Linked DNA regions of Gossypium hirsutum: regions 1, 2 and 4 are each linked to region 3. The links are chromatin contacts, called in public Hi-C maps. All regions are on one chromosome and are shown on one strand. Each heading gives the region's core, a stretch centred on a gene start, on an enhancer-like site or on the middle of the called end of the contact. The rest is flanking DNA. Distances are from core to core; before and after follow the strand shown.

What was found. Hi-C and Micro-C count contacts between places; a contact is called where the count stands out from the background.
Region 1: a contact with region 3 is called in a Hi-C map of leaf, with 3 times the contacts expected there. The contact joins the promoter of LOC107952832 here to the promoter of LOC107898302 in region 3. A contact is called at or near these places in 7 of 34 Hi-C or Micro-C datasets (callus, hypocotyl and leaf).
Region 2: a Hi-C map of leaf shows a contact between it and region 3, with 1.9 times the contacts expected there. The contact joins the promoter of LOC107952834 here to the promoter of LOC107898302 in region 3. A contact is called at or near these places in 2 of 34 Hi-C or Micro-C datasets (both in leaf).
Region 4: a Hi-C map of leaf shows a contact between it and region 3, with 2.2 times the contacts expected there. The contact joins the promoter of LOC107899683 here to the promoter of LOC107898302 in region 3. A contact is called at or near these places in 13 of 34 Hi-C or Micro-C datasets (callus, hypocotyl, leaf and 1 more).

The regions. Positions count from the first base shown.
Region 1 is chrD04:23,513,877-23,519,126 of Gossypium_hirsutum_v2.1, forward strand. It overlaps LOC107952832 (thioredoxin-like 3-1, chloroplastic), which reads right to left and starts at 2,352. Exons shown (of 5, transcript XM_016888028.2): 1 at 1,753-2,352; 2 at 1,582-1,656; 3 at 991-1,057; 4 at 873-890; 5 at 525-775. The coding sequence starts at 2,060. The coding sequence ends at 677.
Region 2 is chrD04:23,445,396-23,450,578 of Gossypium_hirsutum_v2.1, forward strand. It overlaps LOC107952834 (activator of 90 kDa heat shock protein ATPase homolog), which reads left to right and starts at 2,606. Exons shown (of 4, transcript XM_041091264.1): 1 at 2,606-3,134; 2 at 3,137-3,795; 3 at 3,898-3,977; 4 at 4,078-4,613. The coding sequence starts at 2,900. The coding sequence ends at 4,171.
Region 3 is chrD04:23,949,692-23,955,724 of Gossypium_hirsutum_v2.1, forward strand. It overlaps LOC107898302, which reads right to left and starts at 2,562. Exons shown (of 4, transcript XM_041091276.1): 1 at 1,874-2,562; 2 at 1,694-1,756.
Region 4 is chrD04:24,443,385-24,448,721 of Gossypium_hirsutum_v2.1, forward strand. LOC107899683 (60S ribosomal protein L6) reads right to left here and starts at 3,888. Exons shown (of 4, transcript XM_016825456.2): 1 at 3,394-3,888; 2 at 3,197-3,303; 3 at 2,311-2,492; 4 at 1,937-2,226. The coding sequence starts at 3,650. The coding sequence ends at 2,071.

The sequences.
Region 1 (5,250 bases), core at 1,102-3,601, 440 kb before region 3:
TAATAAATAAGTGAATTTGAAAATCTGACCAATCGATGGTTGGACATAATGGCGACAGTAGTTAGAGAAGAAAGAGGACAAGAATAAAGATGGAAATAAATTTTAAAAAAGAAATTGTTAACTAATTTTGCTTTTATAAATGTCAGTTATGACTTCGTGCTTATGTGACATGCCACATAGGCTATTTCGTTGACATACAGTTTGATTGATGATCAACTCACATTTCCTGTTAAAATTTGGTTGATTTCTAAAAAAAATTAAATGTTGAGGATATTTTTGATAATTATGCCATTGTGAAACTTGCTTTGCTTTATGTAACAACATATGTTTGGATTTGGAATGATGTTTATGTTCTGTTTTCACTCACCAGGCCTCTTTAGGAATGCACTTCAGTACATGGGCATATTGAGAAGAATAATTGTGTTTAGAAGATAAAAGAAATGCTGAACCATACATTCGTTCTTGCACACCGACACCGTGTAATTGCCAATATAATTTTCATCAAATCAAATTGCAACATTACCTTAATGCATCAACACTGTTTAATTTGTGGAATTAACTTTACTGTACAAATAAAAAGTTTACATATGGCTGGTGGTGAGAGTACCATCATCAGTTTCTCATGATCATCTTACAATTTTACATCAAAAAAAGTGAAAATAATCCCCAGTATTATTCAGACAAATTTTTTGATCATTTGTCTCACTTCTTCAGTCACAAGCCATGCTTTGTGCCCTCCAATTACTTCTTCTTTCATCTCTCCATCCTTCCATAACTGCAATTATTTTCCCTTTTTTAGATCCTTCCTTTGAAATCTCATTAATCATTATTAATATCAAAGAACTCAGATTTTTGTTTTGCGGTGAACATACCTGAATTGTTGGCATTTTCTGCATACAAAAACAGGAACAATTAAAAAAGAAGTGAAATAATTTTGTTATAATTGAATTAGAAAAAAAACATAGAACACAAAGCAAAGCATTTACATACAGAGATATTTCCCCGCTTCACTAAAGCTTGAGGTACTTTGTTGACATCCACGTAATAGAATTTGATTCTAACATATATTCCATAAGAATTTATCAATAAAATAACAACACGTGATTAAATCATGACATGAGAAGAGCATTTCAAAGTTGCACCAGTTTTCGACGCCAACTACCAACTTGGAGGTCGATGATATAGTAGCTAACGTATGTATGTTCCAACTTTTTAGTTCCTTCTCATATATTTAAATAATTATATTATCTTATTTGAAGATGTATTACAGACATGAATATTTAAAATTTACGAAAAATTCAAATGAGTACAACTCCTAGTTAGAATTTTTATTCAAATATCCTTAATATATGGAAATAAATAAATAAATAAAAGTATCTGTTTTGGATACGTTGAATCCTTAAAGGTGTACAGATATAATGCCATCTCCAAAAGCAATCAGTTAAATTATACAATGTTAATAAGAATTTATTTTTAAAAATTTTAGATGGTGTGGAACCATTTTGCTTTTATAGTAAATGTGTAAAATGCAGCAAAGTGAGTGTATTAAATATCAACACTTTTGAGTAAAGATAACTTTACTTGGTATCGAACTCAGCTGCCAATTTCTCCAACTTTGGCTTCAAATAGATGCATTTCCGGCACCAAGCAGCCATCCTACCAGCAATCACAATTCAAAAAAAATTAAATTGGAGAAAGGCAAGGCTTTACTCTGTTCAACAAGGTAAGAGTTGCAGAGAAGATGAAACGAACCAATCAATGATAATAGGCTGAGAGAGCTGTCGAGCACGGGCCAGAATCTGATCAAGGTGATCAGAGTCGTTGATGGGTTCCATCTCAATCGCACTGGGTCTTGACAAATCAGGCCAAAGAGCCTGTACTCTCCACTCTCTGCTCCTCACGGTTTTATTCTTCCATTTTCTATCCTTCCAATCAGACCCAAAATACCCAGAATTCTTTGGTGAAAACAAACAGCTTCCATTGTTCCAAAGATGTTGTTGTTGGTATCTTTGATAGATTTCTCGGGACAGAATTTGAGAATTCGCTGCCAAAACTGACATCTTTTCCTTTTATTTTTCAAGATATTTAATTTTATTTCCCAAGATATTTAGACAAAAGGGTATGTGGGAAAGTTGAAGAAAAGCATAATTGGATTGGGTTTGAAAGGGTTTTTTCTTCTCTCTTTATGTACAGTTGGTTTGATTGAGAGGTGGAAGTTGCGTTTTAGATAATGATATTTTGCGTTTTGGCGTTGGATTTGATTTGGAGGATGAGGAGAAGAAAATTACACAAAAATGAAAAAGCTTATCCGAAAAGTGAGGGAACAAAGGGATGGAGAATGGGATGTGTGGTACCACAAGTTTCTTTACTTTTTCAAAAACATTAATTTTAAAATTAAAACACATGGAAGAAAACACAGAAATAAGCTTTACATTTTGAAATTTAATTTTTTTAATTTTTAATTTTAGGTTAATTTCAAAATTACATATAAATTTGAGTTTAATATGCAATATACATTAACTTTAATTTTGTATAATTTCATACATATAATTTTAATTTGATTCAATTTTAAAAAATTGCTAATACAATTGTTGATATGATATCATTTTACATTTATATAGTGCATACACAAATAGTTTTATTTATCTAATATAAAAATAAATTATGTACTTATTTATTAAATATATACAACTAAAATAAAAGTTCATGTATACATTTGAATCACATCAAAGTTTCATATGTATAATTAAAATTTATGCATCAAATTATATGTTGGATAAAAGTTCACGTAAAATATTGAAATTATCCTTTTTATTTTTAGAACTTTAGTTTCTTTACTTTTCAAATTTTAAAACTTAGATCGACTTGTTAATATCGCAAAAATTTTTTTGCTAAATTCACTACTACGACATTTTGAATAAAAAAATTCATTTAGTAGCTATATAACAAAAAATTATATTGTAATGAACTTATATTTAAAAGTTTATTTTTAACGGTGTTAACAATTGGACTTACATTTTTAAATCTGAATAGTAGAGAGACCAAATTCTTTGAAATAAAATCAATGTGACTAAATTTCAAATGTACAAAGAGTACAAGGACTTGGTTAACACCCTTAACCAAATTGTCGATAGTCCATTGTAAGGCAGTGTTACATTCAATGACCGAAGTATCGCTAATGCTTTAAGGAGTATTTTTTTACATTATTTCTATTTGCTAGTCCACTTAAGGAAGGAGAAGTTTCTCCACGTTTCTTCATTGTTTCACCATTTCTACTCATTTCTCTCCGTATCTTTCACCATTTTTCGTCATTTCTTTATAAAATCTTCATCATAAAACCTTGATTGAGCCATTTCCCTCAGCATCTCTGTCTCCCAATAAGTTAGGGTTTGAATCTTAGAGAGAGAGCTTAATAGGGGTGATAAATGGGTTATTCAAGGTATGGGTTTTGAACCTTTCATCTCATTTTCGCATAATCTCATATTTATTTCAAGATATTGTTGTTGTTGCGTTATATTAATGACTATTTAATTACTATGGAATTTATGATCTTTTTGTTATTTTTGTAAGAAATTGAAGAGGAAGAAAAGGAAGCTAGCACGCGGAAAGAAATGTTAATGGATTGAGGTGAAAAAAATAAAAAGGGTGAGTTTACGTAAACTCGGTGTGTAATCCCGCAGAAACAAACAAACAATCAATATTCACAGTTCAGAGTTGAACAGTCTTGAGCCTAAGCCATTTTCAGTATCAGTGACAGTTTGGGCCTTAGCCCATCTCAATACAGTGTGAAAAATGCAGTAGGGCCTTAGCCCATCACAATATTAGTAGCAGTAACAGTTATGCAGTAGCAAAATCCTACCCGTCCAGCTTCTACACACCGTCTCCGTCCAACCCTACACTTCATGTGGGGATATAATCAACCCACCCATCCCTACACTCCAAGTAGTACCGAATGCGGCACAAAATAGTAGTTTGTAACTGAGCTTCCAGTAAATTAGGCTTAAAACCTTTCAGTATACTTCCTCCAAATAACAACCCCCAACCCAATGCAATGCAATATACCATGGATGATATGCTATTATGCAATTTTCAGTACATATATTCAGTTCAGATATTAACATGCTCAGTACAAATATCATTCGGAGCTGTCTACTTGAGTCATTGTCACTAAATTATTTATATCTTGAGCTACAGAATTCCAAATTAAGATCTGCTTGATGTTTCCAAAACTAGACTTAAATACCTTTCTACCATAAAATTTTTAGAATTTATAGCTTATCAAATAAGTGCAGTAAAATCTTAAAAGTTATCCCTATTCTACTATTTGATAGCTTCAACCTTTCCTTACTAAAAATTATTTATCTCTTAGTAAGAAATTTGGATGATGTTTCTGTTTATTTCTCTTGCAAATGGACTCATTAAGGATTTAAACATATAAATTTAAGCCCCCTAATTATTGTTTTACAATTTTTATGATTTTTCAAAGTCAGAATAGGGGAACGCAAAACCATTCTGACCTTGTCTTACAAAATTTATTACATCTCATAACTTACAATTTCATTTCTTACACTGTTTCGTCCATGAAAAACTAGACTCAATAAAATTTAATTTCATATTTTATTCAACCTCTAACTCATTTTCCACTATTTTTGATGATTTTTCAAAGTTAGACTATTGCTACTGTCCAAAACTATTTTAGTGTAGAATATTGATTTCCAAGTTTATAACACCCTTATTTCCTTTTTCTACATTTTTTGTATCATTTTCTCTTATTTCTCTTATTTCTCGACAGCAAGCAATTTTTGCTTTTCGTCAAATCCCATTTTCTGCGTTTTGGGTACACACCTGGTATAGTTTCTGATGCGTAAGCACTCCTAAGCCTCCAGAACCTAAAAATCAACTAACAAATCTCTAGATTAATCATTTAATTCATTTTTAATCAACCAATTTTGGAAGGAACTCGACTAAAAACCTAACAAAACCCTTACATTGCTTGAGTAACCACGACTTTGCACAATTACTGCGTCGATTCAAAATCACTAGCCCCTTGATTAACTCCTAAACACCAAAAAGGAATCCCCCTTTCAGAGATTAACCAAGAACGATTAACAATAGACAAAACCGTTACTTATCGAACACACGCAACCAACAATGAAGAACCAAATCAATTGGAAAATAACGAAAGAAACAAAATGGGAAAATGGAAATTTCGACAGCAACTAAGGGAAAGAATCGACAGATGAGGGAAAA
Region 2 (5,183 bases), core at 1,356-3,855, 500 kb before region 3:
GATAAAATTATACTTTAACCCTTTTTATCTTATCACTTTCTTTTATTCTATTCGAGATACTTAAAATCTTAAAATGTTCATAATTAATAATCTATACATAAATTTTGCATTTATGAACGTTCTTGACAAAAATAGAAATTTTATGATTTAGTCTCTAACATTTTTATTCAATTTAATCCCAAAAATATTGAGCAATTTGCACTTTAGGTCCTCACACTTTTCAAAATTTATAGTTTATTCCCTGAGGTGACTTCCATTATATAATATTCATTCCAAGTCATCCTCACGTCCAACAATCATTATCCAGTTCTAATTCTTCAATTCGACTTTCAATAGTTTTTTGAATTATACCAAAAATCTATTTTTTACATTCTCTCAAAATAGCTTTTGTACAAGTCAAACCGTTTCTTTACCATGTACTATGGATGAACATTTGATCGAATCGAATCGAATCGAATCGAAAATTTTCGAGTTAATCGAGTTTTCGAATCTCATTTTATCATCCTAACTTTATTTGAAGTTTTCTCGAATCGAGTCGAGTGAGATGGAATTTGAATTGAATCGAATCGAATATATTTGTTCGAGTTAAATTTTAAAAAATAATTTTGGGTCATTGTAACCATTGTCACCCATCATAATAAAATTTATCCACCTTAATCAAATTTTTTATTAACTTTCATCACTTCATAATTTATTTATTAATTTTTTATATATTGGTTAGCTTCTTTGCTTGCTTAGTTGTTTCAATTATCTTCAGATTCTTGTCACTATGTATTTTAGAATTAAAAAATATATTAAATGTAAAAATATGATTTTTTAATAAAAGTTATTTTAAAAATAAAATGTGAAATTGATACTAATATAAAATTTTAATAAGAATATTTTATGACATAATTAATAATTTAATTTTAATATAAATATTCAATATGACTAAAAATTCAATAATATGAATAATATAAAATGTGAAATTTAATTTAATAATATAAATAGTAGATATAAATAAAATTATTACTATTTATTTTTAGTGATTTTTTTTGGATAATTTTGATTTTTTATTTGAGAGTAAAGGGTGAGAAGTAAAAGTTTAGGGGAAAAATAAAAAAGTTTTGGGAAATAAAAGTTTGAGGTAAAGTAAATAGGGGGAAGTAAAATTTTGGAGGGAAAGTATTAAAAAAAAATTAGAGGGGGGAGGGTTTGGGATAGATGGGAGATGATGGGATGGGAAGGGAATAAAAGTTTTAGGGGAAAAGTGGGAGGGAGTAAAAATTTTGGGGCAAAATAAAATGTTTTGAGGGTTTTTGGGAGTAAAATTTTGAGAAAAAATAAATGGGAGAGTAAAATTTTGGTGGGAAATGGATTTTGGGTAGATTGGAGGGTTGGGAGGGGAGGGGAGTAAAGTTTTGGGGGGAAAGTGAGAAGGAGTAAAAGTTTTGAAGAAAAAGTAAAAAGGTTTGGGAGTTTGGGGTAAAAATGTAAAATATTATAGTTTGATATTCGAATTATTCAAGTTATTCGAATTCGAAAACTCAACTCGATTCGAACTCGAAATTCGAAAAAAAAATTCGAGTTGATTCGAATAACTCGATTAACTCGAATAACTCGATTCGTTTAACTCGAAATTTGAATTTTTTTTCAATTTTTTCGAGTCGAATCGAGTTTTGCTCACCCCTACCATGTACCAAAAGAAAATATAAGAATGATAACCGGTCTAATATTTAATAGTTGTAACATTTAAATTCAATTTTGCATGATTGTTTTAAATATGATTATATTATAATTTGTATGAGATCACATGTATTAAATTCAAATATTATTATTTGGATATAGACCTGTTCATGGGTTGAGCCACCCAGTCCAGCCTAAAGGCCCACTAGAAATGTGGGAGAGTTTGGACAAAAATATAGACTCGAAAAATGAGATTAGATAAAAAAATAGGGTCCGTTTAAAAAATAGGCCAGGCCTCGGGTAAGACATTTTTGGCCTAAGCCCGGCCTGAATTCACTAAATGACAAAAAAAATCTTTTTTAAAATATTATTTTCTTATTGTTTTCTCCTTATTTTGCTACCATTTTACTATTACATTGCACTATTTTGTTGCTATTATTTGAATATTGTATAAAACATATTTTATTGTTAATTTTGTTATTATTTTAAAGACATCTGTTAATTTTGTTATTATTTTAGAGACATTTATTTGTTAAGTTGCATCTATCTTAGTGTTATTTAAGTATACATAATTTTTAAAATTTTTTTCAATTTATTGAGAAATATTTATTTTAATGTTTTTAGTATTTTTGATGTATTATATATATTAAAATTATATAAAAATTAATATAGACAGGCCGGGTCAGACTTGTGTTTTAACATTTTTAATCGGGTCGAACTTGAACAAAATTTTAAGTTCATTTTTTAAATCGAGCCTAAGTTTTTATTTAAATTGAGCTCAGCCTGACCCGGTCCATGCACACCTTATATTTGGACACCTATCTAAATTAAATAAATTGTCAATTAGATACTTAATAACAAGTAAAGGGCAAGTGATTTATGTAAATTCAACTACTAATTATTAATTACATCTCCTCGTTCCTACTAAACGTCCGTCCGAGACTTTCTTTTTTTTTTTTTCCTCTTGCTCCAATTAATAGTGAGTCTTTCTGTTTGTACCAAGCTCTGCGCAACATCGACAACAAAACCCTAAGTTCCTCCTAGTGAAGTCTCTGGATCCTTCCAAAGATAATTAGTTTTATATATCCATCCCACATTTCTGGATTCTTCCACCTCCCCGCCCGAACCCTCCAGAGCAGCCCTTCCCACCCAATTGCTTCTTTTAAGCTTTCCCTTCCATTATCCTCATATCTCTCTCAATCCCTAATACACCGTCGTCTTGATTTTTCCATCAATGGCCAAGTACGGCGAAGGCGACAAGCGATGGATCGTGGAGGAAAGACCTGACGGTGCTAATGTCCACAACTGGCACTGGGCTGAAACCGATTGCCTCCCTTGGTCTAAAACGTTCTTCACCAAATTGCTTTCCGATCTCACCATCCTTAATTGCCAAGGTAATCTCAGCATCAAGACCAAGAAGGTCGAAAAGGTCGACGGCGAAGCCTATGTTAATGTTCGCAAAGGTAAAATCTTCCCGGATATGAAATCAGTTTGAGTTTATCCTGGGAAGGCGAAGCCAAAGATGAGGAAGGGAAGACGCTGTTGAAAGCTGAAGGTAATCTAGAGATTCCGTACATTTCGGATGAGAATGCTGACGAGGATCCGGAAGTTAAGGTGACGATTAAAGACGAAGGACCCATTGGTAAAGCCTTGAAGGAAGCGATGCTGGCCAAAGGGAAGCCTTTGGTTTTGGAGAAAGTGAGTGATTTTGTAAAAGCTATGGCGAAAGGTGGCCCTGTTAAAGATGAATTGGAAGCCAAGAAATCGGCTCCCAAAAATACTACTACTACTTCTACTAGTAATAGTAACTCAGCTGCGATGTCTAAGGAGAAAGTTGGGGTGGAGAAGGAAGCCAAAAAGGAAGTGAAGAAGGAAGGGAAGAAAGGGTTTAAGACGATTACAATGTCGGAGAAATTTAATTGTAGAGCTAAGGATATGTACGAGATTTTGATGGATGAGAATAGATGGAAAGGGTTTACTCAGAGTAATGCTAGGATAAGTAAAGATGTCGGTGGCCAATTTAGTATTTTCGATGGATCGGTTACTGGAATTAACTTGGAGTTGCAAGAAGGGAAGTTGATTTCTCAGGGATGGAGATTTGGGAGTTGGTCCGACGGGATTGATTCTACAGTAAGTTTAATGGATTCCGCTTTTGCCTGTTCTCCAGGTTTTTGGGAATGCAGTGTGGTCGGATGATGGCTTATCTTTACTGGGTGGTTGTTATTGTTGCAGGTAAGACTTGTTTTCAATGAGCCTGAGCCTGGGGTTACTGTAATCAAACTCACGCATTCAGATGTTCCCGAGGAGGACAGGTTGGTTTTTGTTTGTTTTATTGCGTAGCATGGCTAATTTCTTACTTACTGGATTTAGTTATCGATTCTGTGTTTGTTTTTGCTTTGATTTGTGATGCAGATATGGGAATGCAACTGTGGTGGAGAACACTGAGAGAGGTTGGAGAGACCTTATTTTCAATAAGATACGGGCAGTATTTGGTTTTGGAATATGATTAATTTTATTCCAAAACGAGGAATTCTTTTTTGGGTTTGAATTATTGGAACTTCATGAAGAATTGGAACTTCATGAAGACTTATTCTTTCAACTATTTTATTGTGAAAGATTTATAAGACTTTGCAACTCTGATCTTGGTCCTACTGGTTCATGGTTTTAAAGTTGAAACTTGGACCGAGTGTCTCTGTTGTCTTGTTTGCCAATACCCAAACTATCCTTTTAGACTTATAATAATGACAATGATGAAAATGTTGCCTTCCAGCAACTTAAAGTCTGTCAGGGCGCAGAGTGTCTCCTTGAGGATGTATATCCTTTGTGTACATATTAATGTTATGATGTTACTTAAGGGCGAAATTTGGTTTGGGTTGCTGGTTTATTTTTCTGCCGCTTTAATGTATTGATCTTGATGATACTGAATAAAAGCTCAAATTGAATTGTTCTCTTTCTTCTGTTGGAAGCATACAGACTTTTTTGGCATTGGGTCTTAGAATGATCAATCACTCACAGGCAAGGTGAAGTTTGTGGGTTGCTTCACTAGAGTGTCCATGGTTTTACAATAAAATTAGGGATCTCATACAATTTTCTCTGCATAGTTTGTGATTATGTATTTTGAAGCTAAATGATAATCTAGTTAATGTAGGTTTTGGATTATCCATTGCTTTTGAAAAATTTTTAATGGTTTACATCATATCTGGTGCTTGGACCATGGTTAGCTTAGCTACCGATTCTATAGTTTGTTATTCTTTGAGAGTATAAGTGGAAACATGATTTTGTTTCTGTTACCAGAGTGGGCACAATAATCTAGCATCTTGACATACGGCTGTTTATGTGTTTAGTTGTTCAAAATGAAGCGCTAGTAGTGTTGGCCCTGGGAAGAGCAGGAATCATCTTTGGTCCACTTAATTCAGAGTGTGCATCGGTACAACGAAAATCATGAGGTTAGAAAAGGAAATAATCAAATTGTCGTTCCTCAATTGATAGCATATGGCTAACTGTTGTTGTTTAGTTAT
Region 3 (6,033 bases), core at 1,312-3,811:
CATAAGAAAGTGGGGAAAAATGATTTACAGTAGTGAAGCTGGATATGAGTAAAGCTTATGATAGAGTTGAGTGGGAATTTATTTGGGCAATGATGTTACGATTAGGTTTCGATTCGGCATAGGTAGGGATAACTATGAAATGCATTTCTTCTATTTCGTACTTGGTCATAATTAATGGGAAAGGTGGGGAGGTTTTTAGACCTTTTAGGGGACTTCAATAAGAGGACCCTTTAAGCATGTTTTTGTTTTTGATTTGTAGCGAAGGTCTATCAGCTTTTATGAGGTTAGTAATGAGGGATGGGTTGATGAGAGGAGCAAAGGCAAGTAGAAGTGGACCCTAAATTTCTCATTTGTTGTTTGCTGACGATTGCATTCTCTTTGGAGAAGCAAATGTCAATAGGGCTCGAGTTTTAAAATTTTTGTTAATGGAATATTAAAGATGTTCGGGTCAACGTGTTTACTATGATAAATTTACCATATTATTTAGTTTGAACACTTTAGAAGGTGGTAGACGTCTCGTTTCTAGCTTATTAGTGGTGTGAGTTTCTAATAATCCTGAAAGGTATATTAGGCTGCCCAACATGATCGGAAGAAATAAAAAGGCCTCTTTCCAGAATCTAAATAATTGATTCAAAAAGAGAATCAAAAGTTGGAATGTGCGATTTTTATCCAAGAGGGTAAGGAGGTCTTTATAAAGACTGTTTTGCAAGCTATTCCCACATATTTTATGGGGTGTTTTTTACTTTCAAAATCTTTTTTGTGGTGATTTGGAGGGCATTATGGCTAAGTTTTAGTGGAAAAAGGGCATGAAAGAAAAGGTATTCATTGGTGTGGGTAGAGCCATTTGTGTGATTTAAAGGAAGATGGGGTATAATTTTCGGAGTTTGTCTAGTTTTAATATTACATTGTTAGCAAAGCAAGGATGGCGCATTTTAAATTATCTGAATTTTTTATTATCGCGGGTTCTAAAAGCTAAATATTTTTCAAATTCTGACTTTTTAAGTGCAAGTTTGAGAAATCTACCTTCTTATACCTGAAAGAGTATTTGGGCAACGAGGGGTCTTTTGCAAAGTTAACTTAATTGGCGGGTTGGTATAGGAGAGAAGATTTTGATTTGAGACGATGCATGGATACCGGGGTCTATCACGAATAATTCATATAGCAATGTTAGAGGTGATGGGATTCTTTTAGTTTCGGACTTAATTGATACACATAATGGAGAATGGAGGGAAAGTATTGTAGTTGATACCTTCCTAGAGGAAATGGCGACGAAAATCTTGCATTTTCCCTTATCTAAGAAAGCCCACGAAAACTTGAGGGTTTGGAGTGGTAAGCCCTTGGGGGAGTTCTCAGTCAGAAGTGGCTATAAACTATAACAAAAAGGTACTTTCTTTCCTAATAATGCTCAAATAGAGACCAATATTATAGATTTTTATAAAAAGTTATTGGCACTACATCTTCCCTCCAAGATTAAAATTACAATGTGGAAATTTTCTTGGAATTTTGTTTCCACTTTCGTTAATCTAAGGCTGAGACAAATTCCTGTTGAAGAGCTATGTCCTAACTGTCATGGAGTTGCAAAGAGCACTGACCACATTCTTAGGGAGTGCCCTACATCAACTGAGACCTAGGTTAATTTTGACCTGTTATGGGTTTCTTCAAATTTAGTACGGAATAGTTGGGAGTGGCTAACCTGAGTTTTTAGTAATAATGCCAGTGAACAACGTAGACTGTTTTGTTGTGGAGTGTGGGCAATCTGGATAAACAGAAACAAATTAGTGCATAAGGAGAAAAAATCGTTGGGGAAGGAAATTGCAGATTGGGTATTGGATTATATGAAGGGGTTGGGCGAGATGAAGGAAAAGGAACATACCAAGCATTAAGTCCATGTAAATTGGATTCCCTAGCTTGGAGCCATTGTGAAGATAAATTTTGACGCAGCCTTTGACGGTAGTAATGCTAAATCAGCATCAGGGGTGGTGGTTAGAAATGCCTCAGGGGAGATATTGACCTTGAAAACAACTTTTCATGAGTCTTTTTTGACGGAGTTCGCTATGGAGGCCCTTGCATGTTTTAAAGGCATATTATTGGGGGCTCAGTTGGGTTCGAATCGGTGACAGTTGAGGGTGACTCGATGACAACGATAAAGAAATCCAAGTTAAACACAGCAGACAAACCAGTGATTGGAGCAATCGTTAGAGATATTCGGTAGTGCAAAAGGTTTTTTTCTCATAATAGATTTTTAATATGTTCCCAAAATAGCAAATCATCTCAAACATATGATTTCAACGGAAAGTATGAAGAAGGGAGAGGAAATTTACCATGAAAGAGATGTTTCAGGGTTCGTCAAGGAAGCGTTGGATCGGAGAAGACCAAGGGCACCAGATTGAAGTTTTGACCTCTGTGAAACTCGGTTAGGGAAAGGAACAGGCAGGAGAAATGAAAATGTTATTTTGGAAACCTGCCTTAGGAGATTGCAACCTACAAAAAGCAAGGGATAAGGGCATTTATTTTTTGGGTGGTTGCAAGCTATATCTGATTGGGTTTTGTTTGTTTCTTTTAATTTTTCTGGTTTATTGGTTGGTAGTTTTTTAGGGTATTTTAATTGAGTTTTATGGGTTTGGCCGGTTTTATTTCTATTCGGCCTGGCCTTTTTTGTTTTTTAGTTTGATTTTGGACTATGTATTTGGTTTTTTTATGTTATTAAAGGCCCAGTCTAGTATTTTTTTAGAAAAAAAATCTACACAATTCTTATCACTAAATATTCAATGCAATATAATTTTTACTTTTAAAAAATGTATAACATGAAATATAAAACAATTTTAAATGGAAAACAATCCATTGTCTAGAAATTAATTTTTTTAAAAAAAATTGATTGCACAAAAATAAAAAATATTAACTTTTGGAAAAAAATGATTAAAATTGTAAAAAAAAGAAAGAAAAAGAAAAAATGATTGTTTATAATTTTAAAAAATTAATTATTTTAAGTAAATTAATTAAAGTGAAATTAAATTGAAGAAGATAGTAGATATAAACAACTGTATAATAATTTGTTATCTTTAAAATTTAATGACATGAAACTATTAATTTATTGGTGCCTAAAAACTATACTTTCTAGGATGATCCTAATATAACTTATTCCCTTTATTTTAACCCTTTATAACAAATTTCACTTATAACAACAACAAACATAATTATGAAGTATATATATATTTTTATTAAATTAGTTCTTTTATAAAAACATATTGCCTAAATTTTTTAAGTAAAATTATAACTATTTCATATAAGTAAGCCCATTAATTATAATTTACTAAATAAACATGATATCAATTAAAATATTATTTTAATAAAATATTTATATTTCACATAAAAAAAATATTAATCCCATCTTATTAAATGAAAATAATCTTTAATGAGTGAAGTTAGAGATAACAATTCCCCTTAATAATATTTTTTTAAAGAATTCTAATTAATATGATACACTTTCTAACACTAAATTAATTATCCTTAATAATATTTAACCCTAATTAGTTTTGACTAATTAAATAAAATTAAAAATAATAATAATAATACAAGGTTTATGCTTTCTTCAACTAGATTTATGATTTATAGTAAGCTGCGTTAAAATTTAGAATTTTAAGGAAAGTATTAAAGTAGAATAAGGTCTAAAGGGGTCTAGGATTTTAGAATTTTATAAAAAAAATAGATTAAATTCAGTGTTAAAAATAATAATAAGAGTGAATTTGATGTTTCTTAATATACTTTGTTATTCATGCAATCTAAAAAAATGATGTAGTGTGTATTAGGTGCCTAAATCTGACTTTTTTAGGATCATTCTAGTTAAAGTTAAACTCTAATAAAGATATGAATGACATTTTTAAAAAAGTTAAAAAGAAAAATTCCAAAAGAAATTACCCAATACTTTAGACCCACATGTTAGAAAAAAACTAATGAAATATATATTTTTCAATTATTTCAATAAGCAAAAAATATATTTTCTCACCGGCATAGTGAGTGCCGATATATCTATATCTATATTAAAATGTTTGCCATGGTTTAATACAATCATTTTGCATGCATGATTGGAGATGATGAGAGCAATTTGATTAGTTTTACAAATAATGGGGCTTATTTGATGATTTTAGGCAGATGATGAGAGCAAAAGAAAAGACGGAGGCAGCTCAGCCTGGGCATATATGCATGCAAATTGCAAACCCCTTGATTGAACATGGAAGGATATTTGCATGTTTCTTGCTAGACATAATCATTAAGCGTTTTCCTCCAATACTTTGTTATTTCATTATCATCGTCATCATTTCCTATGTCCCATTTATCTTCCTGGGATGCTGTTTTATGCTGAAAAAGTTAGGGACCAAATTATACCCTAAAAATTCTGCATTTGTAGTGAGAAAATGATGATCCTCATGAACATCCTTCATCATGCATGGACTTGCAATCATTTAACCTTTTATTGGTTAATCAAATTCTTTCTTAATGCGATTTTCAGACCATGAATGCTCCATTTATTATGTTCATCTTTATCATCATCGATCATCATCATCTCGGCATCGTATTCTACCACTACTCTTCCTTGAAATATTGAGACCAAAAAACATGTTATCCCCCCCCCCCGGTTTTATTTTTGAATAAATAAGGTTTCATAAACCTTTTTCCTTTCGATATAATACATACATATATATATAAGTTTTACCCGAACTCAAATTGCATTTTTTTCATGACATGGTATATTGACTATTGAGCATAATTCAAATAATTAAGTTCAGATAGCGAGATTATTAATAAATATTTGCAATTTTAAATTATTTCTAATTAAATAGAAGTGTTATGAAGAGTCCAAGATCCAAAATAAAAGATTGTTTAGGTGATAATTGTTTTTTTTAAATTGAAATCCAACACGAGATCAAAGGAAGTACCTCTTTGACTAAGCAAACATTATTATCTTTGACGCTAGAAGAAATTATTATGAATTATGAGACGACTTCAATATTAGATTTTTGTCTAGAAAAAGTATATTTTTTTTCCAACAAAAATAATTATACTTTTCAATTCTTAAATAAATGGTAAACTAATAACAAGTTGAATATTGTTTTCATTTTTAAGTTTTTCTCTAATAATTTTCAGTCATGAACATATATTATATTATTTTAAGTAAATTAACCTTTTTGGCTATCTTTTTTCATTTATCTAAAAGCAAAATTACTTGAATAGAAGATCGCCATAATAATAACTAGAATTATTTCCCCGGGAATAAAAGATTAATTAAACGATCATTTATTTAATTTTTAGATTTGTAATAATATTATATTAATATAAAGAAATTTTAATTTATGAGAATTGTTTAAGATAGAGTACTAATTCTAAATCATCAGCAAGCCAAATTATTTTTGCCTGTTTAAAAATATAATACTTTAGAGAAGCATTATAAATATCTTATTGATTAATAAAATACATACTTCTACTTTGTTCTTCTATTTTCATATTTTTTACTTTATTTATTATTTATTTTATAACAGATAAAATATATTAAAACATATTAAAAATTCATAAAGTAATAAAATATCCTAGTATTTTAAAATATTAAAAAAATCATAAAGTAAATTCTTTACAAAAAATTTAAATTTTTTCAAACATTTTAATATTAAACATTTTAATGACTTTATGAATTTCAATATTTTTAGTTTTTTAAACATATTAACAAACTTTAATTACTTTATTGATTTTTAATATTTTTAATATATTTTATCGATATATTTTATTTTTATTTATTTTGAAATTTTGAATAAATTTTGGTATTTTTTGACATTTTAAATGTTTTTTATGATTTTTATTAAAATTTAAAAGTGATATTATTCCATTTAAAAAAAAGAAACTATCAAAATAATCTTTTCTTTAATGAATTTTTAGTTTATATCATTTACGAATTTTTAAAAATTTTAATAAACATAATTTTTCTATATATTTTTATAATTTTTAGTAAAATTCGGAATATATATTTTTTAATTTTTAAGAATA
Region 4 (5,337 bases), core at 2,638-5,137, 500 kb after region 3:
CTAAGTAGAACGAAACTACGGATAAGCACAAGTTACCACCCTCAAACTGATAGCCAAACAGAAGTGGTCAATCGATGTTTAGATGCCTACCTTTGTTGTTTTGCACAAGAACAACCTACCGGATGGAATAGTTTTTTGCCGTGGGCTAAATTCTCTTTTAATACTGGTTTTCACACAGCAGCAAATACTACTCCTTTCAAGATAGTTTATGGTCGTGATCCGCCACCGCTTTATTCTTATGTTCCTGGAGAGACTGCAGTGGCGGAATTGGAGCAACAACTAATCCAACGGGATGACATGCTGAAGCTTTTGAAAGGTAACTTGATCAAAACTCAGTCTCGTATGAAATCTCAAGCTGATTTTAAGCGTCGAGACCTCTCTTTCGAGGTTGGGGATTTTGTTTTCCTACATCTTCAACCTTATCAACAAAAATCACTTGCTAATAAACGATATGAAAAGCTGTCTCCGCATTTTTTTGGCTCTTATAAAATCTTGCGACGCATTGGTAAGGTGACGTATGAACTCAGCTTGCCGCCTTCTTCTCAAGTTCATCCTATATTCCACGTATCACTACTTTGACCAACCACAGGTCAGCTGCCCTGTTCACCACCTACTCCTTTGCCCATTTCGACAAATTGGGAAATAATTCTTTCTCCTGCCAAAGTATTATCTCACCGCTAGGTTTGGGAAGCTAGGGTTCCTACATTGGAGTTGTTGATTGAATAGAAAGGGTGGCTTTTGAAAGAAGCTTCATGGGAAAATTATGATCTCCTTGTCGAACAATTTCCATCATTTCACCTTGAGGACAAGTAGTCTTACGAGGGGGGAAGTATTGATGCAACTCCCCTACAAGTATACTCAAGGTGGAAATCTAGGGCACGTGGAAAAATATGGAAGAAGTCACATTTAGTCAGTTAGCTGAAATCATGGAACCACCTTGGTTATTACAGATTATGTTCCTTTATTTAAGCTTGTTAGTTGGGGTTATTACTTGGGATTGTTAGTATAAATAACCTAAGAAACTCTTTAGTAGCATAGGAGTATTTTTATTGAAAAGTATTATTTGGGAGAGTAGTCCATCTCGAATCAGATTGATCCTACAAATAAATTATCAATTCTTTATTTTCTATTTTAGCTCTCCAATATTTCTTTTTATTTTCTTACCCCTATCACCCAATAACAAGGTCAAAGTCTAAGCAAATTTGAATAAGATTGAATAATATCATCCAAGACTTCGTTATTAAGACCCTAGATGTACACACAACCAAAAAAGAAAATCAAGATTCACTTTTTTGTTTTCAAAGAAATCAAGAAACCAAATTTGTTTCAGACAATTTCAAGAATCAAGAAAATCGAGATTTTAAATCTTGAAAATTTCAATCCAAGAAACCGAATCTTGCAACCAAGGCACATTGGATTTCTTGTACGAACTTGAACAAACCAATTTCGAGAGCAAATGGATCACAAGACCAAGTTCTTGAAAAACCGACCCATTAATATGTTTATAAGCCCTTCCTAAAGAGTAATGATAGTGTTTTTTTTTTCACAAATGATTGTTTTTTTTTTCAAGCTTAACTAGAAAGAAAGGAAATACTAGAAAAATCTGGTCAATTCTCCCAACTGAAGATCAATTTTGATAAATTGAAATTAATGGTCAGTCGAAACTGCCATCCACGATTTATGAGGTTCTTCTGAAGTATAAACCACTTCTTTGGAAGCAGACAAATATCTTGCCTCATGGACGTCTAAAATTGTTGGGGCAAAGAGGAAGGGATTTATTTGCACAAGGACTGAAATGGCAAGTTTGGGATCACAAATTAAAATCCACAAATGCTGTCTGTCAACAGCTTCCTGGCTAACATTGGTGATGGATCCCCGTAATCTTTCTTGTTATCCTTAGCGAGAGGAAAAAATTAATTTAATGAAAATAGCACACTAAAAGGAAAACTAGAGTACTGCATAACAAAACTGAGTTAACACAAATTGAGGTTTTTGCCCAACGTACCATCTGATACTGGAAAACCTAAACCAAAAAATAACGGAAGCAAATACCAAAGTAAAGCATACACTCTAGAAAACAAGCTCATGAGGTTTCATGCCCGACTTTAGAGAAAATCTTGCAGCAAGGTATGCCTTCAAGTCTACGACTCCCTCAATTGATTTTATCAAAGATGCATCAACAGCTTTCTGGTCCTCTTTCTTCTCATCTGGCAATGTCTTCTTATCCTACATTTAAAAGAAAGTTCCAGGAATAGAACATTAGCACATTACATTAGATGAACAATAGCTTAACTTGGAAAACTAACTAACCTCTTTTTCAGCTTCGAAAAACTCTCCTTCACCCTTCTTCTTCTTTTTTTCTACTTCCTTGGCAAAGTACTTGTCATCAAACTTCTCTACATTAACTCCTGAGATATCAACCTTGGTGGAAGTAGCAATGACATAGGATTGGTTCACACGCCGTAAAGGAACACCATTAATCTTGAATGGTCCTGCATTGAAATGAAATCCCCAAATTTAAGCAAAGATCATGGAAGAATTACGAATTCATGGTGAACAGCCAACACACATAGTGATAGCCTATCCCCATAAGCCACAAGATGCAAATGTATATGCTGCAAACAGAAGTGAAATACAAGCAAAAAAACTAACAAAAACCATGGAAAATAAACTAATAGATATCGCGTGGTGATAGCATATCCCTATATACCACAAGAGGTGAATGTAGATACTTGTATACTAAACATTCGCATGAAATATGAATAAAAAGCATTGTTTTTCAGAACCACATTAGTCGATCTCCAACTCATTGAATGTCAAACAAGTTTGTGTCACAATGCTAAAATAAATAGGCACAAGAATGAAAATGTAATGCAGCATATGCTTCTTCCATATAAACAAACAATTCATCTAAGCGTCAATCCCAATGCTGAAGGCAGACACTAGAGAATCCAGATTGTGGCATAGAGGAATAAATAAAGGCTTCTCACCATTTTGATATCACTCTTTATTGTTAAAATATAAGCTGCAATTGCTTTAAATTTACGCTTTCAAATTTAGCACTTTCAATCGATCAATAAAATTTCCACATAAGCATTCAGCAAAGATGAACAGTGTTAATAACTGAGGGGAAGGAGTAGATTTATGCAAAATGCATGTTTTAGAAACTAACAGATTACGAAATATAAAAGCTCACCAGTAACCAAAAGAAGCCCAGAAGTAAGTTGCTTCAAGAAAACAATTCTCTTCCCCATAAATCTTCCAGCCAACAAAATCAAGACTGTCCCTGGAGTAATGCTTGCTCTAAACACATAATAAAGAAGCCCAACAATGAGAAACACATTTTCAGAAAGTCTACAAATAAATAACCAAATAATCATTTCAGAAAAGAACCTGAGCTTGGTGGGTTTAGGCTTGCGCTTATTAAGTAGCGGCTTCTTGACATCTTCAGCGGGGTAAAATTTGGGAGCCTTCTCGGGGGCGACGGGTGCTTTAGGCTTGGGGTCATGGCGGGGGAAGACGCCACCGTGTTTGGCCTTGATAGCCCAAAGGCCGCGCTTGTGGTACATCTTAGACCTGGAATACTTGCCTACGCCACGTATAAGATCTGGGTTTCGGGTCTTAACAGGGGTCTTCCTTTTTGCTGCCATTTCCTCTCTGAACCCTTTGCTCTGCGGCGGCTGCTCTTCTTGGTTGGGAAAGATCGATAAGAGCAGAACCCTAAAACGCTTATTGCAAAATGGGGGGTTTTATCCCTATTTTCTTACAGGCCTTGTGGGTGTGGGCTAAAGGTCTTCGCTTGTTTTGGGTTCTTCGAGCAATTAGATGATCTCATACTGTTTCAGACATGCTTTATCTCAAACCCACAACATTTGACAACACCTTTTTTTCTATCATATTATTAAATTAACATCTAAATATAAATTTAATTTAATTTAAAATAAATTAGTTATAACCAGGTCATATTTATTATTATTAATAATCATGTAATATTTTTTAATAATAATGTTAATGTAATTTATATAATAATTAGTAGAAGCAGAACTTCTCAAGTAATATTTTTGGTAATGACTTATTTTTTGCCGTTATCGGAAAAATGCAGTTTTGAGTCGGAATGTTTTGAAAATTTTTATTAAATCAATAAGTTCAGGGGACAAAGCCGAGAATAATGAGTAGGATCATTAAGGGAATTATTAAGGAAATTAGTAATTGATTTAAAAGTTAGTAATTAAAGTGAATGAACTAAATTGTGAAGCAACTAGATTTGAAGGATTAAATGGGAGATTAATCAAGGTCCTTAAAATTTAATAAAACCTTCACTAGTATATAATTAGTGGACAAGTATGATCTTGTCCATCATTTTCCACTAACTGATTCAAGGATATATTAATCAAAAGGCCATTAGATTGGTTTCGTTAAATTTATTTAAGCTTAAGTGTATATATTGGTTTTGTTAAGGTATAGGTTAACGACCATGGTTGAGCTTAATGAAGTTTAGTGAGAGAATGGAAAGAAGTTCGGGAAAATATGTGTTTTTGGATAGCTTTCATATTTTTAGAAACATACTCTAAAATTGGATTTAAATTTGAATGCATAGATTACGAGTTATGTCAATTTCGGATATTAGAAATCAAGTGTAAACAAGTTGTGTTTTCATGGTCACTTGTTTAATTTGTTGCAGGTGAAACAATAAATTGTGCCCCTTTTAAAAAAATATATAAAATGTAATATAATAAAAGTTGAAATTTTTTTGGAGCTTTAGGAGATGAAGCATTTATAGTGAAAAATTGAAAGTTTTAAGTATTCAATTAATTTATTTTATTCTAAATTTTTTCAACATTAAAAGTTGAAAAAAATATTTTTTTGGGCCCTTCCAGTCTTGGACCTTGGGCAGTTACACTCTCAAACAACTCCAGGGCCAAACTTGATTTGTTGGTCAATTAATGGCCATTCGAGTCAAGTATAATTGTTAATGGTGTATTTGTATATGTTTGAATATTTTGAGTAGTACATGAGCGAATAGAGAAAACTTAAACAAAGGAATAAGGATTTAAGAAGCTATCTACTTAGTTTAGTTGTTGTGAAAGAGATAAGTTCACTTGAAATTTACGATACTTATTTACTTGTGTTTCCACAATTTACGATATGTATTGGTTATAGGTATAAAGTGACTTAAATCTATAAGAAACTATATAGGTTATGTTTAAAATGGATGAAATAATTATTGAATATGCTAAATTAACTGTGGTAATAAGTTAATTAATTGGTAAATGGCTATGTTTGTTATGTTATATTGGGATACGAAGTCAAAGTGTTAAATATTGTGGAAAGACATAA